Regions from separate parts of the Sus scrofa genome. Here region 2 is linked to region 1. The links are chromatin contacts, called in public targeted proximity ligation maps. All regions are on one chromosome and are shown on one strand. The core of a region is the stretch at or near the end of the contact, and the rest is flanking DNA. Distances in the headings are between cores, read along the strand shown. Region 1 overlaps LOC110260737 (a long non-coding RNA gene). Region 2 overlaps BORCS5 (a long non-coding RNA gene).

Region 1 (2,700 bases), core at 23-2,522:
TGAGGGAGAGATTTCAAATAAGTACAAGGCAATGTCTAACAAATGGAAACTTAAGGCATCCATGAAAAATACTCAACACTATCAAGCAGCATAGAAATGCCAAGGTCAGGAGGCATTTTAGAGAAGAATAAAAGCCTACAAATGTCTTTTGGTAAATCTGTGAGTCAAGTGATTTGTTAGTGCCCTAATAAGGCATAAACAGAAGAAATAAGGTGAGTAGAAGAAAGTTTACCCAGGACTGGTCAAGAGAAGCTGCCTCGTGGCCATGCTGATGGGCCTGGGTTCTCTGTGTGCAGCAGAGAGGAGTGGGGGCCTTAGAAAAGCAGGTGAAATGTTGTTCCCATTGTGGTTCTGTGGGTTAAGGACGGGACAGAGTCTCCATGAGGATGCAAGTTCGATCCCTGGCCTCACTTAGTGGGTTAAAGATCCAGCATTGCCACATGCTGCAGTGTGGGTCACAGGCTCTGATCTCGCATTGCTGTGGCTGTAGCATAGGCCAGCAGCTGCAACTCCCTTTTGACCCCTAGTCTGGGAATTTCCATATGCTGAGGGTGCAGCCAAAAAAGACCAAAAAAAAAAAAAAAATTGTAGAGAGGAAAAGCAAGAAACAGAATTAGCATGTCCCAGGTGTCACCCAGAGCCTGACACTTATTGTTGACAAACAAAAAGTCTCACAGATACATTCCCCTTTCTCCTCCCATGTAACCACCGCTTCGGTTCTGCAGCCTCAGGTCTCCCATTCACCAAATCGTCTATTCCCACGGTGCCTGTTCCAGAATCCATCACTAGATGCTAATGGGATTCACAGCTCTTCTTGAGTACCTAACCCAAGCCTGGGGCCCAGGCTTCACCAGCCAGGTGAAGATACGCTAGAGATAAGGGTTTTGTTCCCTCCTTCTCACTTTCCATCAGGAGCTCTTTCTTTTGAGCAAAGATTTGCTGTATTTTATTTTGCTGGCAGAGAGGAGGAAGGGAGGTGGAGGGCAAAAGATAGAAAGGAAACAAAGGAGCTAAGATGCAGTAGGTATTTGGGGGCTGGTTTTGGCTGGAGCTGATTCTTAGAGCTATTGTGTTTGAGAAATATGAAAGACTACCACCAAAGACTGAAACAGAAACACCTGTGATTGGGGCTGGGCATTACAGGTCCCCTAGACCAGTTCCAAAAGAATCTGAGTTGTTAGCTGAAATGATGAACAAACTGTGAACGATCCGTTTGCCCACACCAGTAAAAACTTAAGGGAAGCACATCAACTCTTAATCGCTATACAGGTTTAGCCAGCAGAGGGCGCCCTCTTACTAATCTTCAATTAAAAAATCCTCGCGGGTTGTCCGTTTTTACTACCTCTCTTTTGAAGTCTCTTTCCAAAACCAAATATGTAAATAATGAATCCTTTAGCCAGAGTATTTGCGAACATTGAATCCAGCTGTTCAGTTTTTTGAAGAAAATGTTTCCATATTCACTCCTGAGTTGTTCTTAGCTTAGAAACTTCACACCACCTGAACTCGCCAAGGGCAAAATATGGACTGGGCCTTAAAAAACACAAGCAACCAGTTCCTTCTGACAATGAAGACAATACTAGCTGACCCCAGGGTAGCTGGGGAGAGAGGGAATTGGTCCTCGGAGTTAGCATAGGACTTGCCTGGGTGCTCCTTCCAAACCTGAAATCAATCAGTTATGATCAGCATCTGCTCTCACAGTCCAAAGACCTCACATCCCTTTCACTTACTAAGGGCTAAGTTTTAAAACTTCCTTTTTCTTTTTTTTTCACACGGCCGCACCTGTGGCATATGGATGTTTCCAGGCGAGGGGTCCAATCAGAGCTGGAGCTGCTGGCCTCCACCACAGCCCCAGCAATGCTGGATCTGAGTGACATCTGCAATGCTGAAGCTTGTGACGACACCAGATCCTTAACCCACTGAGCAAGGCCAGGGATAGAACCAGCATCATCATGGAGACTGTCTCAGGTTCTTAACCTGCTGAGCCACAATGGGAACTCCCTTAAAACATGTTTTATATTGTGTATGTTGAGCAGCATGGCAAAGAAATTCAAAGGTGTGAGTCTGGACTTTCTTTCCCACACCTTATCTGAAGGATCCCAGTGTAAGACTAGGGATTTTGACAAGTCAGAATGGCCATCATTCATAAATCCACAAATAACAAGTGCTGGAGGGGCTGTGGAGAAAAGGGAACCCTCCTGCACTGTTGGTGGGAATGTAAACTGGTACAGCCACTATGGAGAACAGTTTGGAGATACCTTAGAAATCTATACATAGACCTTCCATATGACCCTGCAATCCCACTCTTGGGCATCTATCCGGACAAAGCTCTACTTAAAAGAGACACATGCACCCGCATGTTCATTGCAGCACTATTCACAATAGCCAGGACATGGAAACAATCCAAATGTCCATCGACAGAGGATTGGATTCGGAAGATGTGGTATATATACACGATGGAATACTACTCAGCCATAAAAAAGGATGACATCATGCCATTTGCAGCAACATGGATGGAACTAGAGAATCTCATACTGAGTGAAATGAGCCAGAAAGACAAAGACAAATACCATATGATATCACTTATAACTGGAATCTAATATCCAGCACAAATGAACATCTCCTCAGAAAAGAAAATCATGGACTTGGAGAAGAGACTTGTGGCTGCCTGATGGGAGGGGGAGGGAGTGGAAGGGATCGGGA
Region 2 (2,700 bases), core at 200-2,699, 270 kb after region 1:
ATGAACATCATTATGAGGATGAGGAAGGTAGAACACGTTACGTAACATTTAGTCATTCCCTAGTTATTTTTATTAATGTAATAAAACAATGTTTATAACAGTTATAATTACTATTCACGAGTATCAATTAAATGTCAGGCATTGTACTATATACACCATGTATATTATCCCTATTGCTCACAACAATCCTATAGGGAAAATACCTTTCTCCTACTGGAGCTGCAGAATCAGGGAGTCAGAGATCCTAAAACGTGTCCAGGGTCCTACAGCTCATACTAACAGTGAAGACAGAATTCAAAATAGTGCTTTTTTGCCTAATCTCCATCTATCTTTTTTTTTTTTCCTTTTTTGGGCCACACCCAAGGCATATATATGGAGGTTCCAGGCTAGAGGTCAAATCGGAGCTACAGCTGCCAGCCTACACCATAGCCACAGCAAGGCAGGATCCAAGCCAAGTCTGCAACCTACACCACAGCTCATGGCAATGCCAGATCCTTAACCCACTGAGCAAGGCCAAGGATCCCACCTGCATCCTCATGGGTACTAGTTGGGTTCATTAACCGCTGAGCCACAATGGAACTCCTCCATCTACCTTTTCAACAGAGCTCACTAGCTCAAATACCATTTCAACTACATACATACCAGTTTGAGCAATGTGTTCAACACTTTTCTGAAATCCTTGACAGATGAATATAAATGGGAAGTTTTATAGTTTTCCAGCAGAGTGAAAGGATACTTTTGTTTCTAATTTAACCCCACTATTTATTTTCTTAATAACAAAAAGAACAACTTGCCAGACATAACATGAACATTCATACAACATAACCTAAGAGGAGACTAAAGGGAATAAAATATTTGGTAGCAGATAAACTTTAATGACATTTTCACTGGCAAAGACTTGTTGTACACTTTGTACTCTGACCTTTCACTTGTGCAAGCATTTCATAATCCTTGACTTCACTGAGGGGGCTCAGAATTCAGAATTTTAGCACTGCAAGGGTCCTCAGAAATCATTCAATCCCACGCCCCTCACTTTCCAGAGGAAGGCCACCCCCCGAGTGGGTCAGTCCACACAGCAGGCACTGCCAGAGCCAGGGCTGAACTCCAGTTCTTCTGGCCGAAGGGCTCCCAAACCATGCTGCTGTCAGCTGTGCCAGCAACAAGAGATGGCCAGAGACACTTCCATTTCAACAGCTAGCTGTCCCTTGTCAAACGAATTACAACTGTGTCACTACTGTGATTTAGAAGTTTCTCAAGACACCATTCCTGGCCACAAGGAAAACAAAAATCTATCACGAACTGATGTCAAAAATCAAACGGCAGGGTCACACTGAGCAAATGCCTCCTTGTCCTTTGGGAATAGGAACCTGCTCAGTAGGCCAGACCTGCACTGAGGAGGATATCAGTCACAACTGCGCGGGGTTTCTGGGTCCTTCTGGAATTACGTAAGCCCTCTCCAGTTCCGTATTCATCTGCAGTTTCCTGTTGCGCAAGGGACAGACAATGGGCAGACTGTCGCCAGTGTTTTCATTAATTACACCACAGGCTGAATGGCATTGATTACCACATAATGGACATTTTGAAGTGACCCTGTTTCCTTTGTTCAAACAATGTATCCGAATGTCTCAGTGAAGGAACACATTTTATCTGGGTATTCAAGAGAATGAAGACATAGGAGGATCTCGGGAATCTGCATGGCATCCCTGGGCCCCAGGGATTATTTTAGGACTTGTTCAGCTTCCCCGTGCCCCTTCTTACCGTCAGAGGCATAATGTCCAGGCAGGAAGGGAGGAACAAAAGCCGAAAACCTTTAAATGGTTCCCAAAGCCAAAGACATACAAGTCAGGCAGATTATCACCCCCAACCCCCATCAGAAAAGGGCTAGAGAGTGACACTGAAAGGCCACAAAAGAGGAAAAGAGATCAGGGTAAAAAAAAAAAAAAATCAAAGCTTGAGGGCAGAAATCCCACTCTCCTCCAGCCTACCCTGGAGCTGCAGCCTTTCCCTGGACTATGACAGATGCTAGTTCTGAGCCCACAAACACCCTAGAAGACCCTCGGCCGCCTTGAGAAGTCCCTATTCTGCTTCTTCTTTCATTAAAGCCCTCCATCCCTGCAGCCCTCCTGAGTGGGAGGGGGCAGCACGGTCCACTGCCCAGCTTCCCTGACAGTGTCCCTCCGTCCACCTTCACTGCTACCATGGTCCATCCAAGATACTGGGAAAAACCCTTTTCTTAAAAAAGTGATAAACTGGGGAGTTCCCGTCATGGCTCAGTGGTTAACAAATCCGACTAGGAACGATGAGGTTGCGGGTTCGCTCCCTGGCCTTGCTCAGTGGGTTAAGGAACTGGCGTTGCCATGAGCTATGGTGTAGGTCACAGACATGGCTCAGATCTGGCATTGCTGTGGCTCTGGCACAGGCCGGCGGCTACAGCTCCGATTAGACCCCTAGCCTGGGAACCTCTTTATGCCACGGGTGAGGCCCTAGAAAAGGCAAGAAAAGGCAAAAAAAGACACACACACACACACACACACACACACACACAAAAGTGATAAACTGGGAGTATGGGAAAATTAGCTGGCTCTCTTCCTTCCTTCCTTCCTTCCTTCTTCCTTCCCTCCCTTCCTTTCTTCTTTGGCTGAACCCATGGCATATGGAAATTCCTGGGCCAGGGACTGATCCATGCCGGATCCTTGACCC

What was found.
Region 2: a contact with region 1 is called in a targeted proximity ligation map of alveolar macrophages. A contact is called at or near these places in 1 of 5 promoter capture datasets (liver) and 1 of 2 datasets of targeted methods (alveolar macrophages).

What each region holds. Positions count from the first base shown.
Region 1 is chr5:59,715,694-59,718,393 of Sscrofa11.1, forward strand. All of the region lies in intron 1 of LOC110260737 (a long non-coding RNA gene), which reads right to left. Among named protein-coding and RNA genes, the nearest start is that of CDKN1B, 19 kb to the right of the region's middle.
Region 2 is chr5:59,981,677-59,984,376 of Sscrofa11.1, forward strand. All of the region lies in intron 3 of BORCS5 (a long non-coding RNA gene), which reads right to left. Among named protein-coding and RNA genes, the nearest start is that of BORCS5, 90 kb to the right of the region's middle.